Linked DNA regions of Mus musculus: regions 2, 3 and 4 are each linked to region 1. Evidence: chromatin contacts called from public Hi-C, HiChIP or PLAC-seq and promoter capture Hi-C data. All regions are on one chromosome and are shown on one strand. The core of a region is the stretch at or near the end of the contact, and the rest is flanking DNA. Distances in the headings are between cores, read along the strand shown.

Region 1 (3,579 bases), core at 454-2,953:
AAAAATAAAAAGGAGTGGGTAGGAAAAGAAATAGAACCAAAGCGAATACCAAAATACTTTACAAGAATACACATGACTGACTGGAACAAAGGGAGACAGATTCCGTGTGGTTCTCAGCTACAACTGTACAGAATGGTTACTGAAAACTTGAACGGATTAGGTTTTTGAAAGAGGCAGGGAGGTTCGTTGAGCTAAGATGCTATGGAAACTAATGTTCAAGTATGATTTCCATTTCTCAGGCTTTTGGAGAAGGACTAGGTTTTGATATGCTTAGAAACGAGAGCCCGTGCATCCATTGGCACATAAATCCCTCTGCACCAGCGTTCGTCCGTTCGTCCCACGTACCCATGCTATTGCTTGCTGTAAGGGCAGCTCCCTCCTCCTGTCTTCTGAGCTCTGGTGTCTTGATGTTCCTCAACCTTGGGCAGCCAGATGCCAGAGGCAACCACGTGCAGCAGTCTGGCACTGTTCAGAGCATGCTCAGTTGCCTGCAGCCACTTCTGCGGCGGAACTCAGGGCTTGAGGTCACAGACAATACTTTGCCTCTGGGTTTGTCAGTCACAGAGAAGGAGGTCGACTGCTATCCCGTTAACAGCTTCCTGTCATCTTGACAGCTGTTCCTAACTCAGAGTGGAATACGCGGGGTCTGACAGCCTGAGCCACTTTAGTAGCGTTAATTTGCTTAATCCAACTCTCCGTGTTTTTCCAGCAGCCTATGACCAACATAGGTGTGGGGGCGGGGCTACCCTTCTTAAAAAAAAAAAAAAAAAAAACACGGTGTGGGGCGTGGCCGGAGGGGGCCAGGATAGAAGAGCCAGGGAAGAAGAGCTTGGTCACTGTCCCAGAAACTGACAAGATCTCCCTTAAATAGATAGATAGAATGATAGATAGATAGATAGATAGATAGATAGATAGATAGATAGATAGATAGATAGATAGATAGATAGATAGATAGATAGACAGACAGAAAGATAGATGATAGGTACATAATATTTAAATGCGTGTGGGATGGCAGGGGAGAGATCCACTAATATTGCAGGACTGTTCACAGAAAACTTATGTAGGTGGTAAAAATATTTTTAGAATACTTATTTTTTCTCATCAGAACAACTTAACTGCTCTTTAGAGAGAATGTCGAAACTGCAAATAATTTTAAGGGGCAGTTTTATAAATTTTCGCGGAACCACACCACTCAGAATCCACCGCAAACACCCTGCTGTGTCTTGTCGTGCCACTTCGAGGCGTCCACTGTGCTTTTGCTGTGACAGCGCGGCCGGCCGCCTAGGAGGCCCCATATGCTCCTGCTCGCGAGGTGCTGTGACAAGACAGCCTTAGAGACTAGGTTGGTTAATGCGTGGGTAGGCTGGTTGCCCGTGGCATCCAAGATGACATTCGAAGACGCCTTTGCCTGCGTGTCCTTGAACGCCACTGAGACGCGACGCTCCGGAAAGTTGAGGTGACAACGCCGGCAGCGCCCTGCCTCCCCACAATTACCAGTCACGCTGCCCTAGCACCACTGAGTCTGGAGGAAGAGGCAGGGTGGAGCGCGGGAGCACCGCCCAGTGGCCGCCCGGTCCCGCCCAGAGGCCGGGCTCTCTGAGCACGATGCTTCCCTGCAGACTGCAGGGCCAGCCCGGGGTGGGCGGAGCCCACCACCCGCAGCGGCCCGCCCCGGGCCGCGGCTGCGGCGAAAACCCGGTTGTGCAGAGTGCACCGGACCTCGGCGCCGCCGGGAGCCGCACTGGGCATGCTCGGCTCTCGCCGGCTCTGGAGCCCGTAGGTGGGAAGCTCCGGCTCCCGGCGGCGGGGCTCGTAACCCGCATCGAGAAGAGGCGCGGGCGGCGGAGGAGGTTGGTACACGCTCGGTGCTGCAGAGCTCCCCGGGTGGCCATGGCGAGAGGTGCACGGCGACCACCCGAGTGGCGCAGCGGTGTCAGGTCAGTGAGGGCACTGGGCGGGCGAGCCTGGGCGGCGGGCTACAGTAGGAGGGAGCCTCGCACCGGGTTTGTGGTCAGCGGCCGCCCGAGCTGCAGAACTTTCGGACGCCTGGGCTGGCGAGGCTACGCGCCTGGAGGTGCCCTGCTCTCCCAGCTCGTGGCTGGTCGCAGGATGCTGGAAGTACATGCAGGGCGGAGACCGGCGGGTTGGGGACAGTCGCGTCCAAGGCTCGTGCCACAACCTTCTGATGGCCAGGGGCGCGCTGTCCACAGCGCGTTAGCACAGAGCCTTCCCAATCTCCCGGGAGAAGGAGGATGCCACGCAGAGACAGGGCTCTTCGCCCAGCTGTGGATCGTTCTTGTCACGGTGCCTCAGTTTCCCCAGACAGGGAAGGGTGTACTGGCCTTTGCCCGGAAGGCGGCGTGGGGAGCTCCGAAGCGCCGCGTCCTGATGCTGCAGGAGTGTGGGAAGCAGCTGGTGCTAAGAGCTGCTTCCTTGTCTTGAGAGCTCTTGGAGTTTGTCGCATTTCCCACCATAGCAAGTTGACACCAAATTGTCTGGTGGCCTGGAATGGGGGAACGTCCTTCTTTGGCTAAAAAAGTAAATGCCGAGTCAATCCTTTTTAAGCCCGAGAATTGCTTGTCTCCCTCTTTAAATTAGCCTGGGATCGCAAATTCCAAGGTTTATAAAGCAAACTGGAAAAAAGAAAAGAAGATGTTTGCAGGTACATCAGCTGCTCACCCTGTAGAAAATATTATGGCTCCGTCGTCATTGTTTTGAAAGACACTTGTTCAAAGTGTGGTTACTGTAGCAATCTTTATTTGCTCTAGCTTTATATTAGGAACTTGGAATCAGCATTGCAGAAACAGTGGTTTTTGAAGTTTTCTCACTCCCCCCCCCCCAGGCAAAACACTTTTTTTTTAAAGTTGCTACTACACTCAACATAGTAAAATGTTCAGGATTAAATCTGCAAGATGGAAAAAGAATTGTTTTTCAGGAGAGACTAAATTAGAGCAAGGTAGTTTGCAGGCAGTGAGCTAATGCACAAAAATGCAATCTGTACCTTCTAAGGTAATGTTACTGTTTTCCCCTACAGCTACCCATATTCATCTATTAAAATACTTACAAGTTTGAGGAGCCCAGCACATGACTGGTTACATTACCTGGCTCTGTGTGATGCACCACGTTTACAATGTGCCCTGATTGCTCCACCTAGCTATGCCTTGTGCTGTTTAGAAAGAGACAAGTGGGATCTTTCCTTAGCTGTGTCTTTCTGATTGATAGCAGGGGGCTGAGCACCTAGGTCTTACAAGTGTTGCTGGGTTTGTACTTCTGTGCCCCCTGGGTTTGCTAGTGACACTAGATGAACACAACAGACCATTTCTTTTAAAAATAAATCTCCTCACACTCATGTGACCTTATTCAAACCCCACTCCTCACCCTTTTTGGCTAACAATTGAAAAATTTAAGACTATTTAAGTACCACAGCTATTGTTTAATTTGAGCTTTCAATATTTTTCTTCAAGAACTTCCAGACACTTAAATGCCAAGTAGCTACTTGCAGTAACCAAATTGTTCAGTCTCAGCCCAAGTCATATAGCGTCATTAAGCAAGTGTGTTTGTATGAATTCAGGAAATATG
Region 2 (3,656 bases), core at 660-3,159, 160 kb after region 1:
TCCACTGCATGCATATCAGGGGAGTACTTAATCGCATGCAAATGGGAAATCTACATCAATCCAACCTCAAGTCCTAGGGACCATCACAGAAGACTAAGAGTCAAGGGTCTGGGATTACTGGAGCAAAACAGTGTCTTCTGAACAGGACAGGACAATTGCAGTCATAAGCTCATAGCAGCTGTGGTTGCCTACACAGATTTATGAGCATATGGAACACAGAGAATTTTAAGACTGAAACTATCTCTGGAAATCAATCTGGCGGTTCCTCAGAAAATTGGACATAGTATTATCTGGGAACCAGCTATATCACTCCTGGACATATACCTAAAAGATACTCCAACGTATAACCAGGGACACATGCTCCACTATGTTCATAGCAGCCTTATTTACAATAGACAAAAGCTGGAAAGAACCCAGATGTCCTTCAACAGAAAAATGAATACAGAAAATGTAGTACAGTTACACAATGGAGTACTACTCAGCTATTAAAAACAATAACTTCAAGAAATTCTTAGGCAAATGGATGGAACTAGAAAATATCATCCTGAGTGAGATAACGCAGTCACAAAGAACACATATGGTATGCACTCACTGATAAGTGGATATTAGCCCAGAAGCTCAGAATACCCAAAATACAATTCACAGACCACATGAAACTCAAGAAGAAGGAAGGCCACAGTGTGGGTGCTTCAGTCCTTCTCATTAGGGGGAACCAAGTACTCACATGAGGAAATATGGAGACAAAGTGTGGAGCAGAGACTGAAGAAAAGGCCATCCAGAGACTGCCCCACCTGGGGATCCATCCCATATACAGTCACCAAACTCAGACACTATTGTGGATGCCAAGAAGTACTTGTTGACAGGAGACTGATATAGCTGTCTCCTGAAAGGCTCTGCCAGAGCCTAACAAATACAGGGGCACATGCTCACAGCTAACCATTGGACTGAACATGTGGTGCCCAATGGAGGAACTAGAAAAAGGACCCAAGGAGCTGATGGAGTTTGCAACCCCATAGGAAGAACAACAATATCAACCAACCAGACCCCCAACCCCAGAGCTCCCAGGGACTAAACCACCAACCAAAGAGTACACATGGAAGGACCCATGGCTCCAGTCGCATAAGTAGCAGAGGATAGCCTTGTCATCATGGGAGGAAAGGCCCTTGGTCCTGTGAAGGCTCAATGTCCTAGTGTATGGGAATGCCAGAGCAAGGAGGAAGGAGTGGGTGTATGGGGGAGTACCCTCATAGAAGTAGGGGAAGGGAGGATGGGATAAGGGGTTTCTGGGGAAGAAACTAAGAAAGGGGATAACATATGAAATATGAATAAAGAAAATATCCAATAAAAAAGGAAAAAAGACAAAAAGAAAAAATTAAACAAAAAATAAAAATAAAAATAAAGACTGAAATTATTCTGTAAAACCCTGTTGTCGGGAATTCATGACATTGTGATTGCCAAAACTCAGAGGACCATGCAGCACAGAAGGAATGCTCATGAAACCATGGGCCCTAGCTCCTAATAATGTGTCAATTTTCATCTTCAGTAACAATGGAAACAATACATCGACACAAGGTATTAGTAGAACTATAAAAAAGCAGAGATTGTGTGGACATGAACATCTAGGGGTGCTTCTTGTTTTCCTTTCTTAAATATAAATACACTTTAAGAGGAAAAATCTATAAATAGAATATAAAATAGATCATTTCTGGAAACTCTAACTGTCATCCTTCAGGAAAGAATTTATTGGCCCAAGGTCTGTTCATGAGAACCTCATTCTCCCACCCCAAGACTGGGTGAGGAATCTTTCCCTACTTGGGAGTGCTGTTGAGTTAAATTAAGACATTCTGCCCAAGTGCTGTTGAATTAGACAGTGACATTCTGCCCCATAACGACTTTTGTTCTGATGCTGACATCATCCCCATGGTATCCATGTACTCTGAAGAAGACGACATTGAACATGCCTATCTCTACAACGAATATATTATAGTGTTCATTGGAAAACTTCCAAACACTGAGACTACAAATCAACTATCACTCCTGAGAAGAAAGTTGTGGTCAGGAAATGACAGAATACTGCTTTCCCCAAAGCAGAAGAACTGAAAGACTAAACTCTTGAAAAGATATACCAAAGACTCTAAGCAAGAAAAGAACACAATAAAAAGGAAGAGGAACTTACTGGAATGTGGCCATCCAGCAAGAGTTGGGAAAAGGGAGTTGCCCAACAAAAGCAGCAGCGGCTGGAACAGGAACAATAATTCTATGCTTGTGAGGAGATGATCCAGAAGCAGGAACTTGAAAAGGAGCAGCTAAACATTGCCCAAGCATTTGGGAGGTTGGATCCTGGCTCCTATGGTCCTCAGTGGGCCTCTGTGGGCCTCTGTGAGCCTCTGTGGGCCTCTGTGGGCCTCTGCAAGCTGATAAAGAAAAAATTTTGTAGATGTGGTCCCTCCCCTTTCTCATCTACACAGACTTCAAACCATAACACAATCATGAGGCCAGCTAAGGCACCTGTGGTGGGCAGGTCCCTGAAACCAAGCAATAAGCATCATAGAAAATGTTCCCATCGTTGAAGGCCTGCAGCCCATTGTGGTGACACACAACTTCCAGCTTGCCAGTGCCAATACTCCCAAAGGCTTTGGAACTTGTGGAGTCTTTTGTGGAAAACTGATGAGAAATGAATTCATAATCACACATGTTCTCACCCTTGGACAAGATAGTGGGCCTGATTATTGTCATACAAAATGAAAAAGAAATTTCCTTATGTGGGATTTTGTTGGACTCCTTACTCTTGGCTGGATCTATAATCACCCATCCCAAATACCTTTTTGTCCAGTGTAAATCTGCCCACTCACTGCTCTATCAAATGATGTTACCAGAATCAATAGCAATTGTCTGTTCTGCCAAGTTCCAGGAAACTAGATTCTATAAGTTAACTGACTGTGGCCTTCAAGAGACTTCATCATTCTAGTAGAGAAACTTTTTACTCTTGTGACAGAAATCACATTTGTTGTGAAACGGCAGCCTCTTCATTGTCAAAGATGGAATTATCATCTTCATAGGCCTTTGGTAAACCTCAATCATGGTCCAGGGAAATGGCTCACTGGGTAAAAGCCCACCAAGCCCAACAGCCCAAGTTCAATTCATGGGACCCACATAGTGGAAGGAAAGAGACAAATTCTACCAATTCATACTCTGACCTCCACTTGTGCATTGTGGTATGTTTGTACTCCCCCCCCCCACACACACATACACACTAGATAGATAGATAGATAAATAGATAGATAGATAGATAGATAGATAGATAGATAGATAGATAGATAGGCAGGCAGGCAGGCAGGCAGGCAGGCAGGCAGGCAGGCAGACAGATAGATAATGTAATTAAAATGAATAAAGCATAAATCTAGGAAGAACCAAGAAAAAGTAAGAAGTATAAACAGAAAACTAAATGTACAAATGATAGAAATAAGCATAATATCAGCAGTAGCCAGAGCAAATATGATTCATTCATGCTTATGTTAAAAGATGCAATGAAATCCTGTGGTGTTTACAAGAAGACCTTAAATGGGATATTTGAATTCAAGGGAATAGCTAAAATATACAAATTAGTGCATGGAAATAAGGCAGAAGCAGTTATATTAATATCAGATTACTACTTT
Region 3 (3,447 bases), core at 151-2,650, 210 kb after region 1:
TATAACACTTCTAAAAAACAAAAATAAAACAAAAATCACTAACAGGCAGGCCAGCAAGAAGCAACACATTTCCTCAGCCAAATTCTTCCTCTACTCTAATCCCATTAAAGCAAAAGCCCAGAGGTTTTACATCCAGTAGAAGAAAATTAAATGAAGAATAAAAACTTTAATATTTTGCTCCTGGATTTTGTTTCTTTCTACATTCATTTTGAATCAACATCATGTGGTACCATCTTTCTTTGTATATCTTGGTGACTAAATACCCAACCAAAAATCCAGCTTAATAGAAGAGAGGTTTGTTTTATTCATGGTTCAGGGAATACAGTCCACTGTTGTGGGGAAGAGAGGGCAGCAGGACTCTGACATAGCTGGTCATACCTTGGCAAATCAGGAACCAGAGATGTGATGCCACTGGTAGGTCCAGGTCATCATCCAAAAGGCCTGTATTTAGGGGCTTGCTTTCAAAAGCATGCTTCCTACCACCAACTGGCCCACAGCTTCCCAAATTTGTCACCTACAATCATTGCTATGTTGTCAGGCTCTTGGCCTCAGTGTAGAAGGCACCAGTGTTTTTTAAGACAGAGCCTGAGACGCCAACTGTTTATACAGGTCCCAGGTGAAACCCACCTGGAATTGACTTACTCCAGCTCATGTTACCATTTCATTCACTTAATAGCATTAAGCAAGAGCATATTCAAAACTGTGTTTAAACTCCAGCTTCCTTAGCTTCTCATCTGTTCAACAAATATTCATTTAATGAACACTATAATCAAGGCACCTGGCTCAACCTCTGGAGCGGCATTGGTAGAAAAAAAATTTTAAAGCCTTCAATAGAAACAAAAAGACTTTTTAAGGACCTTCAGTAGAAACCATACTCTAATTTCCCCAACATGGACAAAAAAAAAAAAGTAAATAATTTTATTATTTGCTCAATTGCAAATATTGTAATAGTTGAAATAATAGCAAAAATATTTTCAGAATTGTTCAATTGCAATTATGACACAGTCTACTGTGGAGAAATATAATGTGTTAAAACCAGGGACACTAACTCACCCTAGAGGCTTTAGGTTCCTGCTTGCTGTAGGAAGGGATATTCAAATGGGCTTCTGCTGCATGGGTAGTGCAGAGCCATCCAGGATTAAGAGGATTCCAGATAGAGGGGACCTGAGGCAGAGCGAGGCTGATTGTCCATCAGTGGCAGTACTACAGCACAATGCACTACAGCACAGTGCACTGTGGGTGAGGACAGGTGGTCTGAGTCTTCTGGGGTCTGTAGAGAACTTCTGGCTTTATCCTGAGAACCATATGATTCTACTAGAGAGTTTCAAATCCATCTGCTGGCTGTCAGTTTTGCAACTGTGGAAGGAAGGACGGAGAACAGGCCCGGGCAGATCACAGAGGTGAGTTACATGGGGTTTTGCCTAGTAGCAATGGGGCAGGACAAAGGAAATAGGCAACAGAAATACGGGTTCCAGTGAGGACATGTCAGCTATTCTGGAGAAGGCGGTGTCCCTGAACTAAGGACTGGAAAATCTCAGCTACTTAGTTTTACCACTTTATAAACAACCCTAATAAAGTATATAATGAATGGCAGCCATTCAAACGAACGAAACTAAAAACACAAAAGCACACCCAAATTATCCACTCTGCCCTGTATCACAGGTCTTGTGCAGTTTGTAATGTTAGCTTGTTAGCTCTCTGAGTCTCAGGGAGGAGTTGTGGTTGATTAGGCCCTTCATCGACCAGAAGCATCCATTCATACGAACGGGTGAATTGTAATCACAGTGGAGTCGAGGAACCCAACTCCCAAACCTGGACCCTGTTATTCTATAGCGTTAAGTACAGATTTAAGTCAAAAGCCAATGTATCATTTCAAAGGATGCATCAGCCACCACGTTAACAAAACCTTATAGTAAGTCAGAATAAATAGAAAGATGCTTCAAAGGAAACAGCATGAAGTTATTGTGGAACTAAAGTCAGGCTCTCGGGTTTTATCCCAGTAATAATAGAATACAAGGACCACACACACACACACACACACACACACACACACACACACACACACGGTGCATCGAAAACACAATTGGAACCTTTAGCTCGGATTCTATGCTGTAATCACTGAAAATGTTGTCAGCTATCATTGATGTGCTTTAATGACAGAGGACTTCAAAAGACAAACTTCCAAACCTAACTTTATTTCTGTGGCTGCCACTAAATCAAAACTTCTGAGATCCAATTAGATCTGAGGTTTGTAACAGGAAACTTCATTAGGCAAACTTATAACATGAACGAGACTGGAAAATGAATGTGCAAACAAAACCCATAAAATATGAACTAGCTGAAGAGTAGCCACAATGAGCATGCTTTTCTCCCGTGCCTTGTTTATTTAAAGCAGGAGAGACAGGGAAATCTCTAATACGGCCTGTGAAGAATGGAGAACATATACATATACACATACACATACACATACACATACACATACACATACACATACACATACACATACACATATACATATGCCTTCTCCTGTTGTCATCGCCATGTAATCTATTGCTCTGCTCAACTACATATGCATAATATAAACACAAATATGTTGTGGATTGCTGTTTGTATTTTCTGCTCCCTCAAGAGGAGTGCCACATAAGAAGTAGATCACACACTCAGGTGAAAATCTTAATTGGTCAGATAAGGCTAGAGCCTGTGACTGGACATCTGAAGGAAAAGGCGGAGCTGAAAGTTTTAGAGAGGGGAAAGAGGGAGGAGATTAAGATGGAGCAGACCCACCTGGCCTGGAGGAGCTATAAGGAGCTGGGGATTTCATAGATAGGCAATAGAGTAGTGTGGGATACATTTGCCCAACCGAGGTGTGCACTTGTATTTATATTAATTGAGTTCTGTGTTCTCTGCACGGGCATTTTGGGATTGAAGATTTACCGTTATAAATCTGGCTGGTATAGTATAAGCCTCTAGTGTTTTCATTTCACGAGGCTAAGGGGACCTGAGTGACTGGAAGCTGGCTTTCTGCAGGCCAGCCACAGGGGCTGGATGGCCTGGGAAGTGGGAGAAGGGGCTCCAGGCATTTCAGGAAAGATTAGTTCAGTCAGTTTAGCAAGCAGAGATCAAGAAAGCTGGCTTGAGTAGCTTGGGAGCAGTTTTTTGTTGGTTTGGTTTGGGTTTTTTTTTTTTTTTTTTTTTTTTTTGGTTTTTGAGACAGGGTTTCTCTGTATAGGCCTGGCTGTCCTGGAACTCACTTTGTAGACCAGGCTGCGGATTTTTGACCTAAACGGCTTGCCAGCAGGCTGGCTGAGGGAACCAGTGCAAGACAGTGGCTTGGGGTTGGCCATCATCATGGGCATGGGCCTGGGAGTGACCGCTGATGCTGGCAGTTAGCCGGATTTAGCATGGTTCATTTTTAAAACTACATGCTACACAAATATATACAAATAT
Region 4 (3,571 bases), core at 268-2,767, 180 kb after region 1:
CTAAGACTATAAAGGTTAAAGCATTGCTAACATATACATTTAACCTACTCCTCTTGGCATAATCTACTGTGTTGCCTTTGAAAGCAAGCTAGAAGTCTGGGGAAAATAAAAAAACAAGACGGGTGGTGGTGGCGCATGCCTTTAATCCCAGCACTCGGGAGGCAGAGGCAGGCGGATTTCTGAGTTCAAGGCCAGCCTGGTCTACAGAGTGCGTTCCAGGACAGCCAGGACTACACAGAGAAACCCTGTCTCAAAAACCAAAAAAAAAAAAAAAAAAAAAAAAAAAAAAAAAAATCAAAAAACAAGATTGTCAGACATGAAGCCAACAAGTGAGCTTGGAGCCCAACAAAAGTGGAATGTCTGGAATGTCTTTCCAAACAAGCATGAACATTATCCACAACACATTGTTTGCTTCTGAATCATGATTAGATATCCTGACACTAGGACTCAAAATCACACAGTGGTCCTGGGCTCTAACAAGCCAGAGGTAGGTTGTTTTAACCTCAGAAGCACTAATCTCTAATCAAGTGAAATAAGAATTTAAGACTTCAGATCCACTGCATCTACAATAAGGTATATCTATAAGAACACAGATTCTCATGCAGTATCTTGGGTTTTTAGTAACATAATGAAAGTAATAATTAGAAAGAAGGAAAAGGGGAGAGGCATCTCTAAGACGTACCAGAGATCTGGGATGGGAGAGGCTCCAGAGAGTCTATCTGATTGTAGCTGAGACTCCTAGCAGTGGGGGATATGGAGCCTGAGGTGGGCACCTCCTGTAGCCAGGCAGGACTCCCAGTGGAGGGATAAGGACACCAACCCACCCACAGAACCTTCTACCTAAAATGTGTCCTGCCTACAAGATGTGCAGGGGCAAAGATGTCACAGAGCCTCAACCAATGACTGGCGCAACTTGAGACTCATCCCATGGACAAGAACCAATCCCTGACACTATTAATAATACTGTTATGCTGGTAGACAAGATCCTAGCATAACTGTCCTCTAAGAGGTTCCACACAACAGCTGAATTAAACAGATGTAGAGACCCTCTTATCTGGGTGCAACATTAATTAATTAATTAATTAATTAATTAATTGTAAAATAGAAGGAAAAGAATTTAAGACGTGAAAATTTAAATTTATGAGTGACACAAAGCATAGGACAAAGGATGAAAGGCTTTTGATATGAAAGAGAACAAGCCAAGCATCAAGAGGAAAAAAGAAATGATGATTTCTGGAAAGTAGGAGTATTTTTAAGTGTTAAATAATCTAAGCAATACATTCACCCCAGAAAATATCATCTAAAAGCATTGCTTTGGATCGACAAATCTGACCAGTTTGTGATTTATATCAGCCCACCCATCCATCCTTCTGCAGAGCCCTGAACAACATCACCATGTGGGCTATAGAATGTCATACCAAGGTAACGGACAGAGAATTTCTCCTTGAAAGGACAATGGGTTTGGGATGCTTGCCTCTTCTAAACTGTGACGGTAGAGCCATGTTGCCAGGGAGACCAAGTGGTATCAAGGACAACCTCTCATTAGTAGCCTGCATAAAAGACTCTTGTGTCAAGAGGACTGTGCTGCCAGCATCAATAATTCCCTAGAGGCGATCTGAGTATGAATTACCACCGTTGAGAGTTTTTCATAGCACATTTTAAAGCAGTCTAGACCCCATTTTCATACATGTAAGTCTGTCCTCTGTAGTCAGTGCTGCTGAAGGAAAATGTCCCATGCTTTCTTGGTTTCCACACAGAGGGATCTTACCCAAGTCTCATTTCATTACTTATTCTCTTGTCCCATGGGGAACTGGAAGCACTTAACTGATTGGTAAATTTGGAAAGTGTAGCTGTGTGCTCCCACCATACTTTCGCACAGAGAAAGCTTGCCCTTACAGAGTATGTCTGCAGACCTTACAAAGCTGCTTGTCTTACAAGCACAAAGCTCAGTGCTCAGAACCCACACTAGAAAACATCTATATATAAAGGCATTTCACACATTTGGGCATTGCCTCAGCTGACAGAGAGTAAACATTTCTTAGACATTATCAAATTATATTTTTTTGAGAATGGGGTGAGGGAGGGAAATGAAGGTGCCATTAGTTAAAACTACCCTCAGATACCTAAGGTATTATTATAATACCTTATATAATTATTATAATATGGTGGGTTTAACTCTAGCCCAAATACTACATAATTGAGAAGGTCTTAACTGAATGTGTGTGCTTTGAGATGTCTACAAACCCCCAGGCATATATGGAAATATTTACATAGAGATACATTTTTCTATCCCTAAAAAGAGTTAAACATTTGTTTACAAAAGTTAAAGTTAAACAATTGTTGGTAGAAAGAAAATTCTAAATAAATTGTGATGTTAAATATTTTCAGCATAGCTACAGTTTTAGACTTTTAGAAAAACTTACTGGTGTGTGTGTGTGTGTGTGTGTATCAGTGTTTTACCTGCATGTGCATGTGTGCATGTGGACCAGGTATGTGCCGGGTGTTCAGAGGTCAGACATCGGTGTCAGATCCCCTGGAAATAGAGGTATAGATGGCTATGAGACACATATGGGTGCTGGGAATCAAGGTCCCCTGAAAGAGCAGCAAATGCTTACTTAACCATTGAGCCAATTCACCAGACCATGCCTGGAATCTTAGATCATCCTCATACTTTCAAAATTGTAGATATATGTAACACAAATATCTGACTCTATTTGTTCTGTTTATGAATGTGAGGCTTAGCTGAATTCTTCATGAAGGAAAACCAATTACATCCAAGTTATAACAATCACTTTAGTTTAATTCTTTCTAGACATGATTCTTTGGCCAATTCATTAACACATTCAAAAACAGTTTTCAAAGATACTTTCCTTTAAATCCTAAGATTTAGATAGTTTTTGTTGTGTGGTAAGAATAGGCCAAATATTTATTATCTTCATTTCTTGAGGATAAAGTTCCTTCAGAGGAGCGGCCAGGTTCAAACTGTCATGGCTACCAGAAACTATAAAGACTCAGCCATCAGGGCATCAAGTACTCCAAGGAAGTAGCAACTATTTTAGGCCTTATCTTTTTGAGAAAAGCTATTGGAGAAATAAATAAACCAACCTTACCCTCTCCTTGCACAAGGCCTGACTAGGTGTGGGGCTCTGTGCTTGTGGCACCAATTCCTTCTCCCACTGGTTAGCATCCCTACAGTCTCTTTGCCTACTGGTTTGCTGCCCTGGATGCTGGTTGCTGTCACCTCGAGTAACTTGGCCAAAGGTCTTTGGAATTGTAGTCTCTAAGGAATAACTTTCTCATTCTGACCTCTTCAAAAGATTTAATTTCCTTTACAGGGACTCCTTGACCATCATAAAGATCTAGAAATGGCCAAGGTCGGCACATTTAATCTACAGAGAATTCAAGATCCTGCAGTGGTGACCGTGACATTTTTAAAATACTAGATAAATAAAAGTAATTAAACCCCCAGAAAAGAAAGGTAGATATACAAGGCAAGTATAAAAAAATTCTAAAAAAAATCATAAGAAAGTTTAGCTATCCATAGCACATGTATATCTAAGACATTACTACA

Evidence for each region. Promoter capture Hi-C pulls out the DNA fragments that hold promoters and counts their contacts. Hi-C and Micro-C count contacts between places; a contact is called where the count stands out from the background. HiChIP or PLAC-seq counts read pairs in DNA pulled down with a chosen protein or histone mark.
Region 2: a contact with region 1 is called in a Hi-C map of neural progenitor cells, with 3 times the contacts expected there. The contact joins the enhancer-like site here to the promoter of Mfap3l in region 1. A contact is called at or near these places in 8 of 39 promoter capture datasets (the 3T3-L1 cell line, the C10 cell line, embryonic stem cells and 3 more), 8 of 484 Hi-C or Micro-C datasets (the G1E-ER4 cell line, embryonic stem cells, epidermal suprabasal cells and 5 more), 2 of 115 datasets of contacts at active chromatin or transcription factors (embryonic stem cells and microglia) and 1 of 9 other capture datasets (macrophages).
Region 3: a promoter capture Hi-C map of embryonic stem cells shows a contact between it and region 1, with 3 times the contacts expected there. The contact joins the enhancer-like site here to the promoter of Mfap3l in region 1. A contact is called at or near these places in 19 of 39 promoter capture datasets (the 3T3-L1 cell line, the C10 cell line, the HPC-7 cell line and 9 more), 1 of 15 datasets of contacts at CTCF or cohesin (the NIH/3T3 cell line), 3 of 484 Hi-C or Micro-C datasets (bone marrow-derived macrophages, epidermal suprabasal cells and palatal mesenchyme), 11 of 115 datasets of contacts at active chromatin or transcription factors (embryonic forebrain, embryonic midbrain, embryonic stem cells and 4 more) and 3 of 9 other capture datasets (embryonic stem cells, macrophages and pancreatic islet).
Region 4: an H3K4me3 HiChIP or PLAC-seq map of neural progenitor cells shows a contact between it and region 1, with 6 times the contacts expected there. The contact joins the enhancer-like site here to the promoter of Mfap3l in region 1. A contact is called at or near these places in 10 of 39 promoter capture datasets (the 3T3-L1 cell line, the C10 cell line, embryonic stem cells and 4 more), 3 of 484 Hi-C or Micro-C datasets (the G1E-ER4 cell line, epidermal suprabasal cells and olfactory sensory neurons), 7 of 115 datasets of contacts at active chromatin or transcription factors (astrocytes, craniofacial prominence, embryonic stem cells and 4 more) and 2 of 9 other capture datasets (adipose tissue and embryonic stem cells).

What each region holds. Positions count from the first base shown.
Region 1 is chr8:60,631,122-60,634,700 of GRCm38.p6, forward strand. It overlaps Mfap3l (microfibrillar-associated protein 3-like), which reads left to right and starts at 1,704. Exons shown (of 3, transcript NM_027756.5): 1 at 1,704-1,937. Gm34730 (a long non-coding RNA gene) reads right to left here and starts at 734. Exons shown (of 3, transcript XR_379010.3): 1 at 346-734.
Region 2 is chr8:60,790,467-60,794,122 of GRCm38.p6, forward strand. It overlaps the pseudogene Stambp-ps2. Among named protein-coding and RNA genes, the nearest start is that of Gm45650, 73 kb to the left of the region's middle. Within about 2 kb of position 1,910, at least 9 of the 459 cell types and tissues checked have an H3K27ac peak or open chromatin away from gene starts, as enhancers often do. A contact at or near this core is called in neural progenitor cells, where this site is marked.
Region 3 is chr8:60,841,156-60,844,602 of GRCm38.p6, forward strand. No RefSeq gene overlaps it. Among named protein-coding and RNA genes, the nearest start is that of Hpf1, 48 kb to the right of the region's middle. Within about 2 kb of position 1,401, at least 16 of the 459 cell types and tissues checked have an H3K27ac peak or open chromatin away from gene starts, as enhancers often do. A contact at or near this core is called in embryonic stem cells, where this site is marked.
Region 4 is chr8:60,809,609-60,813,179 of GRCm38.p6, forward strand. No RefSeq gene overlaps it. Among named protein-coding and RNA genes, the nearest start is that of Hpf1, 79 kb to the right of the region's middle. Within about 2 kb of position 1,518, at least 22 of the 459 cell types and tissues checked have an H3K27ac peak or open chromatin away from gene starts, as enhancers often do. A contact at or near this core is called in neural progenitor cells, olfactory sensory neurons and stem cell-derived neural progenitor cells, where this site is marked.